2 separate regions of the Mus musculus genome follow, and region 1 is linked to region 2. The links are chromatin contacts, called in public Hi-C maps. All regions are on one chromosome and are shown on one strand. Each heading gives the region's core, a stretch centred on a gene start, on an enhancer-like site or on the middle of the called end of the contact. The rest is flanking DNA. Distances are from core to core; before and after follow the strand shown.

Region 1 (5,947 bases), core at 648-3,147, 98 kb before region 2:
AGGCAGATTTCTGAGTTCAAGGCCAGCCTGGTCTACAGTGTGAGTTCCAGGACAGCAAGGGCTACACAGAGAAATCCTGTCTCGAAAAATCCCTCCCTTGCATCCTCATGGACATTTAGTGAATAGATGTTCATTTCTGCCTTAATTATAAGTTTTCTTTATTCTTGAGACTGTCATTCATGAATATAATGAAATATGTGCCCTCCACCCCTCCATATTACCCTAACACGCTCTGCTCCCAACTCCATGTGATATATTTTTTGATAACCCACTAAGTCTCTCCAGTCTATCTGTACTGACCATGCATGACTGTGGGGGCCGTCCACTGGAACATGAGAGATCCTTCCCCAGTAGCTGGCAAGTGCCAGTGGCTCCACATTAACAGCGAGGCCTGGAGAGTGCCTGCTCTCAGCTGTGCCGTCATCCTGACTGGCTTGATTCTGCGTGGATAACCACAGCCACTGCGAGTCCATGAGTGAATAGCCGTGTGGTGTCCAGAAGCAGCGTCTCACGGCACGCCTCCCTGTCCTCCAGCTCTGACATCTCTCTGTCTCCTTTCAAGATATTCCCTGAGCTCTCCGGAGCCAGGGGTGCTCATGACAGAGATATCCCAGTTGGGGCTGAACGCTCAGTCTCAGCGTTTTGATCAGTTAATGTGTCTCTGCATGGACTGCTGCCTGCTGCAAAAAAGAAACTTTTCTGATAGGTTGAGAGCATCCCAGATATGTTGCTATAAACATAAATATCTAGAAAGCAATTTGACAATGTTACAATTCAGTGAACTAAAAATAGCAAGTTCTACCCTTGTGCCTATGATCTCTCCAGTTATGGGTGTTTAACCAAGATTAAAGTACCAGACATGAAATTCTTGCTGTGGAATGGCCCTCAAGTCCAATCAGAAAATGAGAATGACCCTCTAACAGTACTACACGATTGCACTAACAGGTCCATCTTGCCTAGGCAGGTTGGCATTATGGCAGGCAGTATCTAGTGCTGGGTAAAGCTACTGATGTCTTTTCTCCCCCAACAGCCTGCATAGATAGCACCTTCTGACATGGAATGCTAGCCAGCAGGAAGGAAATTTCTTGCTTGGTTGAGACTGTTTTTCCTAGTCCTGTAGCCAAATAGGGTCTTAGCATGTAGTTATTATGGAGGGCAGCCAAGGACAATGGTAATAGCCTGTGTTGTTTTAGAGACCTTTGGGGCCTGCCTCACCAATAACTCGTAGGGAGGTATCCCATGCCTTGCACTGCCGTTTTCATTTAATAACCTGTGTCTTCTGGGAGCAGCATTGCATAAGTGTTAGTTTCTAACCAACTGGGATCCCAGAATAAGTTGTAATTGGAACGCAGAGTTCAAGGGTCACCATCATTGAGGAGATTTAAAGTGGTCTCAGATCCTGGGCTGCTCGCTTACACTGTTCCGCGTACTTAAGCATAAATCTTGGTGCTAAGAACACTTAGCAGGATTTTTCTTCAAAAGTGATTAATCTATGAAATTGGAGACATAAGTTTCAATTAGCACTGCATTCCAAAGATGAGGCATGGAGCAGGGCCATCATCTTCTTTGTCAGAGTAAATGAGTTGGATTTACGTTCTGTGTCAGATCCTGTGATCTAAGCTCTCAGGCTTGATGCCACAATTTTATTTCTGTCTCCATGTGAAGATTATACTTTGTCCGTAAATGGATAGTGAAATGGGGTGGGGGGTGGGGGGCTTTAGAAGCTGATGATTAGAAACCTTGATTGAAAATGTCTTGTCTTTAGAATTGTCAGCCTAAGGGTGTGTCCCTGTCTGCTGCCCAGACTTGAGGCAGGCAAAGCAGAAGGTTCCCTTCCTGTTGGCCTGTCCCAGTGGGCCAGCCTTCTCTGAGCTGTGTGCTTCCCAGCAAGCCAAGACTTGAGAAAGCCAACTCGGCTTATTTCTAGCGAAAAGCAGATGGCCTCCCACCACGTAGCTCTGACTGCAGAGGGAAACCGACTCAAGTAGGGAAACCAGTTTAACCCTCCTTTCAGAGTTGATGGCTTCCCACCTCTAAGAAAGGAAACCGAGGTCTGTACAAGTTAAGGGAGCTGACTGAAGTCAGACAGCTAGCGAGTCTTAGCCATGCAGAGGCCGGTGGCTTAGAGGCTGCCTCAGAACCCTTGTATGGCTTTAATAGTAACACTCAGTTTGTGAAAATGCACATTTTCAATCTTATTAAGCTTTATGGGCACCATCTTTAAATGAATTCATTTTAACTTTTTCACTTATATTTCTCCAAAACACCTCTTGAACAGCCTCAAAAATGCTGGGATTATCTTCATGAATGAGTAAAAATAAGAAAGTTGTACAGACACAAGGTCAGAGCTTTGCCCCTTACTGTTAACCTAGGCATATCAGCAGCACTGCCCCAAAGCATTAGCTGTTCACCACTAAGGGGGGGGGGGGGGGACAGCCAGATCAAGGGTTCTTCTGGGAGTCCATGAAGTGACATGCTATAATCACTGTGTATGTGGTGGGTATCAGAAATATGTGTGTGCTTTTCTTAACACATGTACAGCCATCAATACTCCATTGAAATTATACCTACAAAGTAGTTATTTAAAATCTCAAAACAGCACCTTTTATATACTCAGGGCCTTAATGTTGCATTACTATATGTATAATTACATTTAACCCCCCATAGAAGCTCTAAAAGCCTGGTAGGAATGTCTCCATTTAGCAGATTTCATAGTTATGTTGAAGCTATCTAGCAGCCCAACTGGGACTCATTGTCTAGTCAGTGTTATAGATACCATCTCCTCTTAGGTAATCTCAGTATATTCCCAGTTCAAGACTAATAGAAACTGTGTGGTTCCTCGTCTCAGAGCATCGAGAGCGCGTTAAGGCCAGTAATTGGCTAGTTCTTCTCAGTGTGCGTTTTTCAGATGGAAAGTTTGCTGTGCAGCTTGTGTTTTTCAGGGTGTCCTTAGTGGGTGTGAAACAACACTGAGTCAGTGTTGATGTCCTTAGCGGTGATGACAGTGCGCTGCGCTGTCACAGTGAGGTGCTTTTGAGGCTTCTCCCTAGCGTGCTTGGCAGCCATTCTTGCTTGGTGGGGTGAGTGATACAAATTTGGGATTAAATATCACCCCAGTCAGGAACTTATTTAATCTTGGACAAGTTAACCTCTCTAAACCATAATCTCCTTGGCCTTGTATGGCAGTCACGCTAACTCAGCTCTGATGGTGGCATGTACCTTTCACCTTGCAGTTATGAAAACGTGTGACAGTGTATTTAATGGGTCTTTATCTGAGCAGTTTGCTTCATCTGGGGCTTTCTCACTATAAATTATATTAAACAGAAAACTATAAATACTTAGATTTGGGGCCTTCTTGAAACACAGTGTATGTAGGGACGAACACAGAAAGTTGATCGATGGCCTGTTTCTGTGAGTTGTGTTCCAGGTGGTGTATAACAGGATGAGCAGTTCCAAGCACTGCCATGAAAAGGAGTGTGCACAAAAGTGTGCGACTTGGGGGGCCACACTCCACTGTTGGAACAGCCAGTGTGCTCTTTCACTTACAAGTGCCCCCATGAGGGGATTGGGGGGGTGGGTATGGGGGACTTTTGGGATAGCATTGGAAATGTAAACGAGGAAAATACCTAATAAAAAAAGAGGAAAAAAAATCATATGGAAAATCACAAAAAAAAAAAAAAAGAAGAAGAAGAAGAAGAAGAAGTTCCCCCCGTGGTCTCCGCTGTGCACCTGTTCTGGTTTTAATCCCATCCTGGACTCCTTGCTAGCATGGCTCCATCCCATTCAACTGCAGCTGCTGCTCTGCCTGAAGGACGGTTCGTGTTTGAGTATAGAGGAGATGTTCTAGGATGCACAGCTATTTAAAGTGTGGCTTTAATGAAGGGCTAGAAGATTGTGTTGAAATAGTTTAACCTTTTAAATCGCCATCTATGTATTATAGAGTACTACTTTAGTGTGTGCTGGGTCTTGGTTGTCGTACTGCTGGCTTCTGATGTCCCAACACTGAGTGCCTTGCCCTGGTGGTTTCTTCTGGTTAGCAGCTGCTGTGTGATGGGATAGAGCCATGAAAGCTGGTGTAATCTCTACTGGACTCTTCTGCCTTGAGCTTCTCCACTTGAGCCGGTTCCTTTCTTTTATTTATCTCTGAATCCTGTCTGTTGTTTATGTTTTTATTTAAAGAAAGGCTCTCACTGTGTAGACCTGACTGGCCTGGAGCTCACTGCATCAACCAGGCTGGCCTCAGACTTGCAGCTATCCTTCAGGCTCAGCCTTGGGTCTATAGGTGTGAGCCACCATACTAGCTTTGCCATTGAACTAAGTGTAGATAACATATTTGCATTGCATCAGAGCCTCACAGCAACCCTCAGCTTGAAGGTAAATGTTTATATCCCTTTACTTTTCAGTCCTGACCACTTGTGCAGTGGGCTACTTCAGTTCTGTGAAGTTCTCATCTTTGGAGGGCCACTCGGCTCCAAGTTAGGTCGTGTGTGTCTGTTTATGTGTATGTTTCCAGCTTCTGGATTCTATTAACCTACTATGTTACGGAAAAGGAGTTCTCTCTCCAAACCCTGGTATGTGTTAAGTAGGACGTTTTCTTAGTTGTGAAAGGGGATTTGGAGTTGCCTTGCTCTACTTAAGTCCATTCTATATGAGTTAATACCTGGAATAACAACTGAAACTTGACACAGCAGAGCTTAAGGAGTCAAGAATTTGCTGACTTGTTTTAGTAAATTATTGGCAGAGTAGAAGTTTGGGCTTAATTCTTGGTGTGGAAAACATTTGTATATGTGTTCTGCTTTGTTAATCTCTGCTGCCTTTGTAGAGGAGATTAACATATCCCTCAAAGCAGTGTTTGACACCTAGAGTGTGGAAGATGGAAGTGCCCGGTGGCCTGGCAATCCATGAGCCCTGGCTCTGGTGCAGCCCCCGTGCTCAGTTCCTGAGGCTCTTCACCATCGCTCTAGACCGCTCTAAACCTCTGTAGTGCCAGCTTCCTCTTCTAGATCTTCTTCTAGATATTCTAGATCGCTCTAGACCTCTGTAGTGTGCCAGCTTCCTCTTCTCATGGTGTACTGCTAGACTTGTGTTTAAAGATCAGTTTGTTTGTTTCTTTATTGTGTTACGAGTGTTTGCCAGCAGATGGATGTGTGAGTGTATCACATGTGTGCCTGGTGCCTGTGGAGCCCATAAGAGGGTGTTAGACCCCTGGTGACTATAACCACAGGTGGGCGCGAGCTGCCCCCTTTGGGTGCTGGGAACCAAGCCTAGGTCCTCTGCAAGAGTAGCCAGTGCTCTTAACTGATGCGTCATCTTTCCAGCCCAAACTTAAAATGTTAGATGTTCAGATATTTTATATCTGAGTTAAAAACCACACAGCTCAGTTAGTGATAGGTATATTATTTTCCTTAAAAACAGCAGACTCAAGGGACTAGTTTCTACATGTGTTAAAACATGAAAGCACTTTTTAAGGAGCCTGTGGCTCTGGATTGCTCTCTTATCTTCATTGTTTTCCATAACTGGGCTTTTAGCTCTGGGTATAATTTATGGTCACCCGATGAATCAGTGGCTGAGCTCTGTGGGGTGGACAGCCTGTTTTCCAGCGTATGCCACAGCCTTGACACACTGAGGAAAACAGCCCCGGCAAGCTGACCAGACCTTCTACCGCCTGCCATCCTCAACGCCAAGAGCCAAGAGCTCTGCAGCGCACTTAGGACAGTCTGCAGGCCTCTGTGGAGAACAAAGCTCTTGAAGGATTGGGAGAGTGACTTACACAGACCCAGCTTTCTGTGAGGTAGTTTTCTTGAGTCTGTTATGTTTATCAAAGGAATACGCCAAACTTCTGCCAGAGTTTACAAGAGCTGTGGTAGGAAACTCAGAGAGAATTTTCCTTGTGGTATTTTCTTAAGTACAATTTCTGTACCCTTTTCTTGTTGGAATTGAGCTGCTG
Region 2 (6,485 bases), core at 313-2,812:
GATGGCGAGATGGCACGCCCTCCACGCAGGTTAGCTCCCCCTATGGCGACCCTCCCATTGTCGAGGCAGTTGCTCTCACACACACCCTCTCCCATAACAAATCATCTTTGATTTTTTTAACCAGTTGTTTGTGGCGGCTCGGATGTCATGAACACTGCAAACCCATACAGAGGCCTCGGGTTTGGGCGGCCTTGCACTGATTCATCCACCCCCTCCGTAAAGCTCCCCTTTCTTGGTCTCACGATTCCGTTCACGGTTCAGAGCAGGTGACTGTGGCGATTTGTAAAATCGAAAGTAGTAAATTCGAAATCTTTTATGCTAATTTCTCATTGTATGTTAAACGCACAGGGACAGAGACAGCTCTGAATCCCGGGATGATTTTTTTAAAAAACTGAAGCTGTGTACACAGAGCGTGGCATTTGAAGTTGTTTAACCATTGTGTTACCAGAAAGAAAGAAAAAAAAGAGTGCGGCGACGGTAGGAGGAAGCAAAGGGCAACAGAAACTGGGAAAGACAGAAGAGTGCTCTTCCTTTCTCTCCAGCCGTGGGAAGCAACGCTTTCGAGTGCACCGGCGTGTCTAGTGGAGTGTGTGCGAGTGGAGAGTGCGCGCGCAACGTCTGTGAGAGTCTACACCATCCACACTCACCACGTTTGGTGGGGTGGGAAAGCTTCATACCCACGAATTCGGCTCTCACTCCCCTTGCTATGTATCTGTCCGTATTTTCAAAGACTACCCACCCGCGTACTTGTTTTGTTGCTATTTCTTTACATACACGGCCCTGTTGTTGAAGGGAAGAGCTGGTTGGCCAAGGGTCCACCGAACAAAGATGAGGAGTCACAGGCAACACCAAAATTGGGAGCCTTTGATTTTCTGAGAAAACACGGACAGAGATGAGGTTAGTCTCCAATGAGGACTAGGGAGCCTTTCTCTCATCCTCTGAGGCGCACTCAGAAACCTTGTTTTTCTGTCTCCAAATAGTGCGAGAGAAGAGACTCCACAGGTGGGAATGGTGGCCGCCCATTAGGATGCTTCATAGGATGCAGAGCTGAGCTTCGAGAACTAAGCGAAAGCGATACACTTGGTGGAACTGGGGTGGGGGGAACGAGCAAGGAAGAAGTAACAGAAAGAAAGGGACCAGGATCAAGTGGGCAGAGGAGATGGGTGTGCGCCCACGGGGATCTGTGCAAGCGAGGCAGCACGGGTGCGGAAATCAATAAGATAAATGGACCGATCGCCAGCGCAAAGCCAAAGGAAAGTAAGAAATAAAGAGAAAGAAAAGAATATTAAATCGCGGGAGAATGAGAAAATAAACCCGAAAAGGGAAGAGGAGGGGGGCGAGTGCGCCTGTTACGGCGTGGGTGGGGTTGACAAGAATAGAGTACATTATGCAGTTCATTTAGTTAACAAGTGAAATAATGAGGAAGCGTGCAGAGTGAATGCCAAGAGAAAGGGCACAAAAACCCTATTGAGAGGCCCCGGCCGCTCCTGGCGTAGCCCATCACATGGCAATAGTCCTATTTAAGCGGCGCCGCCGGCGTCTTTCAGCACCACTAGCGCTGGCCAGCACCTCGCCCGCTCCGGGAGGTGCCCGCAGCAGCAGCCAAGGTGATTCCAGCCCGGGCTTGAGCCGCGCGTGGAGCCTCCGGGGCCCGGGAAGCTGCGGGTGGCCGCGGCCAGGGGAAGCTACGACAGGATCTGCAGTTCCCTCGGGCTCCAGGGGCGGGCTGGCGGCAGGTGGACCGCGCGCCGGAGCCATGCCGCGCTCCTTCCTGGTGGATTCCCTTGTGCTGCGGGAAGCCAGCGACAAGAAGGCTCCGGAGGGCAGCCCGCCACCGCTCTTCCCCTACGCGGTCCCGCCGCCGCACGCGCTCCACGGCCTCTCGCCGGGCGCCTGCCACGCGCGCAAGGCCGGCTTGCTGTGCGTGTGTCCCCTCTGTGTCACCGCTTCGCAGCTGCACGGGCCCCCCGGGCCGCCGGCACTGCCGCTACTCAAGGCGTCCTTCCCTCCCTTCGGATCGCAGTACTGCCACGCACCCCTGGGCCGCCAGCACTCCGTGTCCCCTGGAGTCGCCCACGGCCCGGCTGCGGCCGCAGCAGCTGCTGCACTCTACCAGACCTCCTACCCGCTGCCGGATCCCAGACAGTTTCACTGCATCTCTGTGGGTAAGCGGGGTCCCCGCGCGAAATTGGGGGGCGGTGGTCCCGGGGTGGGGGGAAGTGAGTGAGCTAGGGATGGGGAAACGGCGCGCTATGGGGGACGGTGAGGATACTCGAGGGGCGCTCACAGTGCTAGACTGGGACCGGACGTAGGAACCGGGGAGAAGCCAGAAAGATCCTGGGGCGAAGGGGAAGGGGTTAAGGCCAGCTTTGAGATGTTCCTTAAAGGGGTGTTAGGGACAACCGATTCCGAGGAGAATTGGAGTCTGTGACTTGGCAAGGAGGCACCCGCCTGTGGAGTGATGAATGGAAGGATGGAAGGGATGTGTGCCTGATTCCAAGGTTGAGGCTAGCCTCAGTTCAGCGGGAAATTAGGCCCAAGGCTCAGAGGTTTGATGATCTCTCTCTCTCTCTCTCTCTCTCTCTCTCTCTCTCTCTCTCTCTCTCTCTTTCCCTCCCTCCCCCCCCCCCCCATCGCCCTCCAGACAGCAGCTCGAACCAGCTGCCCAGCAGCAAGAGGATGCGGACGGCGTTCACCAGCACACAGCTCCTGGAGCTGGAGCGAGAGTTCGCCTCCAACATGTACCTCTCCCGCCTGCGGCGCATCGAGATCGCGACCTATCTGAACCTGTCCGAGAAGCAGGTGAAGATCTGGTTTCAGAACCGCCGGGTGAAGCACAAGAAAGAAGGCAAAGGCAGTAACCACCGCGGCGGAGCTGGGGCGGGGGCCGGCGGGGGCGCACCGCAAGGCTGCAAGTGCTCTTCGCTCTCCTCAGCCAAATGCTCAGAGGACGACGACGAATTGCCCATGTCTCCATCTTCCTCCGGGAAGGATGACAGAGATCTCACAGTCACTCCGTAGGTGCGCCTTTTAGAGGACCATTGGTTTCCCCACCCCCCACCCCGACCCTTCCCGCACTGGTCCCCAGGCACCCGCTGGCCAACCGACGGATTTCGTTGGGCTTTGCGGTGGTGCGCAGCTTTAGGCAGAGCTAAGACCTTAGCAGACACTTGAAGACAGTGCCCCTGTCCCTTGGGCTTCAGGGTGTTTAGGAGGACTCCAAGCGATGAAGGCTGAGTCCTCCTCCTAGGACACAGCCTCTTCTCCCAGGCACGCAGGCCGGAGCACAGCGCCTTGCTGACCGCCAGCGCCTCTTCGCCTGCCAACTCTGGGCTGGTTCAAGCTTCCTCGGTTCCACTATTCTCTCCTTCTCGGTCAATCTGGGCTTTTCACTCCGCGAGTGGCTGTTTGCTTTTCTTTTAACATTTCTTTCTTGCCCCCAACTCGTCTCCCCCCACTGTGGTCCTTTATGCAACACGTCTATGGACTTAACTTTTCCTTCCCTCCTCAGGAAGTCTCTCCCTTCTGTCCGTTTGTCCCTTAAACAGGGATCAGGTCTTGCTGTTCGAAGAAGTCCCCCTAGCAGAGAGAACTGTCTCACATGGTATTGTATTGGGGAAAATGACTCTGTTTCCAATACGCTCTAAACCCCCTTCAAATGAAGCCGCTGTAACCAACCTCTCCCCATTGTCCAGGCCCCGACTCCCTCTGGGGACTGACTGACTGTGTCATTGTATCGTCTCTGTAATGCCAGAAGATATTTATTTATTTATTTATGTACAAAATTTTAAATAAACTTTTTTTTTCTTAGAAATTCCCCTGCCTCTGGGGTCCCCAGGCTTAGGCTGTAGGCCAGGCAGGCACAGGCAAGGGCTGGCACTCTCTGCTTGGGCGCTGCAGAGATCCAAGCTCAGCTCCTCCACTTACAGGTAGCCACTCTCCTCCCCACACCCGCAGCTCTCTTGAAGCTCCGGGATTCTACTCCAACTCCGTGTCCTTCCCAGTATTCCTGTGCAGGGCGGGCAGGCTGGCTGCTCCCTCCGATCTCCAACAAAAGATGCTATGCTTCCCTGGCTAATTCCAAGGGTAGAGACCAGGGATCCAACCTTCTTAGGGTTTGAGCTGCTCTAGCCTTTATGAAGGGTGCGCCCCGGTTTTGCTTTCAGGCAAAAGGTCCCTGAAAGGTGGCGCAAGATTCCAGCTGATTCCGGCTTTCCTCGGGGATCTGTGTGGGCTTTTTATGCATCTGTATTAGATGAGATGCGTGGAGTTCCGCCGAGCCGGTGAGCGCGTACGCGCTTAGACACCCAATAGCAGGTGTTACTACAGTTCGCGGACTCAAAGCTGGGCGAACTGCGGACCCAGGTGCTCTCCATCTGTTTCTTATTGGATACCTAGAACTCTTCTCTTTGTTCCAGAAGCCCACCACCCGTTCTCTAACACGCCCTGAGGAACCACGAACGAACCGGCTGTATTTAGGCAAAGATTCTTTTGAGCGGAAAAGTGTAGCTAGGGTTGCTCAGCATTCGTGATGGTCCCTTGTATTGTCTTCTCATTGAAACCAGGCTCAGTGCGAAGGTCTCTCTCTAGTTCTCCTCTAGAACAGCGTGCGCCCCCCCTCCCCAGAAGCCACTTTTGATTCCCCGGTTTTTGTGCAGGAGATCGAAGGGGGTTGGTTACTTGCCCCTGCGCACCCTTGGCCCCGCTCCCATTCCCATCCATCCGAGCCTCAGCTTCACTCGGACTAGTTTTCTGATCTCCCTGGAGAGGTCATGGTGCCAAACTAAAGGCAGCCAAGGCTTTCAGGACCCTAGAATAGCGACTGCCGATTTGTTGCTGGGACGACTTCAGCGGCTTCCTGGCTAACATGACCACCTCGTTAGATTTGTTGAGTCCTTCAGCTTCATGAAACTCACAAGTGTGTCTTTGGCTAGGATTCAGGGGTGGACTGCAGCAATGACTCTCAGTATGAAGAAGGCTGCAGTGGATTCGAAGGGCTGGTTTAAAACCAGGCCACCACCAAGATTACCTGAATGGGTGACTTTTGCGCAAAGGACAGGCTCCGCGAGAGGCCCCTCCGTGAGAAACACAGTTTCAAACCGTGCTGGGAGCCAAGTTGGGGGTGGGAGGCAAGACTAAGAGAGAAAGGTAGAGGCTGAACCCCTTCCTCTTTCACACCCTATTCCATCGCCACCCTCCCTGGGTCTTGCTCCTTCCCAGTGGCCTGCAGAAAGTGGTGGTGATTTGTGGTGCGCTGAGTCCACAGCAGTTCATTTCTCCCGGGAGCCAAGTTTCTTCTCTGGAGGTTTCTTTCCCAGGGCTTACATTTCCTGCCATTCTTGGTTTTCGGCTTTCTGGTGGATGACCCTGACGCATAGTGGGAAAGAGCGCAGCCTGCTCCTGCCATCTCGGTCTTTCCCTAGGCCAAGTTGAAGCGCAGCGCAGCGCGCAGGGAAGAGCGGAGGCAGCCTTGGCAGCGAACTTCTGGGCTCACCTCACCGTCCTGCCGCCTGGACCACAGGACGATTGTCTGAAAGCACACACAGGCCTCACCTTACAGCCTCCAGCATTAATACAGAAATAGCCTAGGTTTTGTAGGGACATAGACTCCAGGTTGAAGTCAGGGGTCAAAGCCATCCTCCAAAGCATAGTTTCAAACTCCATCCCAGAGAGACACAGTCCAGCCTTCAAAACTCGTGGTTTGAGCTGGAATTTAGAATTTGTAAGACAAATTTTAAAATTAGACCAAACCTGAAGATCAGGATGAAATTTCCTATAAATTATCGTTGAGTTGGGGAAATCCACATACAGGTTGCCAAGTTTATTTTGGCGATGAAGTCCTTTTCCCAGTAGAGTTTGGTGGCTAAGAGTTTAGATGGCTAGAATCCACCGTCCTGGCTTTACAAACTATTTTTACCATTCACTTAAACTGGGTAATTGTGCTCAATTTCTGTGTGACATTAAAGGACAGAATTTACATAGGACACTAAGCACAATGCCCACCAAATTTCAGTGGAAATTAATTGATGTTGTTGTTGCATTGAGATTGTTACCAATAATATCAACGCCTGTAACAGGAGTGTAGCTATTACTGAGTTATTTAGGGGATGCTGAGATGACACACAGTTTTAAACCGAATGAAGAGCTAGAAGAATCTGAGCAGGTAAAGGTTTGGTGGTGAGGCTTGCCCAGCGCTGGGGAGGTGGAAGCCATTCATGATCAGATCAGAGACAGGGCTGACCCCTCTGCTAGGAAGTGGAGAATCACTTCAAACAGGAATCCTCTTCCCATCTTCAAGTGGACGAGCTCCTCCATCTTGCTTTGCTGATGTCTCCATTCATGATTCTCTGAAGACTCTGCCCTATTAAGGATGCTAACGTATATCCATGGCCTCTACCTTTGATTGCCAGTAGTTTATTCTCTCTCTCTCTCTCTCTCTCTCTCTCTCTCTCTCTCTCTCTCCCTCCCTCCCTCTTCCTCTCTCT

The links. A called contact is a pair of places that touch in the nucleus more often than the background predicts.
Region 1: a contact with region 2 is called in a Hi-C map of cortical neurons, with 2.1 times the contacts expected there. The contact joins the enhancer-like site here to the promoter of Gsx1 in region 2. A contact is called at or near these places in 4 of 484 Hi-C or Micro-C datasets (cerebellar granule neurons, cortical neurons and nephron progenitors), 2 of 115 datasets of contacts at active chromatin or transcription factors (embryonic forebrain and pancreatic cancer cells) and 3 of 9 other capture datasets (adipose tissue, liver and pancreatic islet).

Annotation. Positions count from the first base shown.
Region 1 is chr5:147,088,869-147,094,815 of GRCm38.p6, forward strand. All of the region lies in intron 1 of Polr1d (polymerase (RNA) I polypeptide D), which reads left to right. Among named protein-coding and RNA genes, the nearest start is that of Polr1d, 14 kb to the left of the region's middle. Within about 2 kb of position 1,898, at least 28 of the 459 cell types and tissues checked have an H3K27ac peak or open chromatin away from gene starts, as enhancers often do. A contact at or near this core is called in adipose tissue, cerebellar granule neurons and cortical neurons, where this site is marked.
Region 2 is chr5:147,187,134-147,193,618 of GRCm38.p6, forward strand. Gsx1 (GS homeobox 1) reads left to right here and starts at 1,563. Exons shown (of 2, transcript NM_008178.2): 1 at 1,563-2,165; 2 at 2,645-3,814. The coding sequence starts at 1,757. The coding sequence ends at 3,021.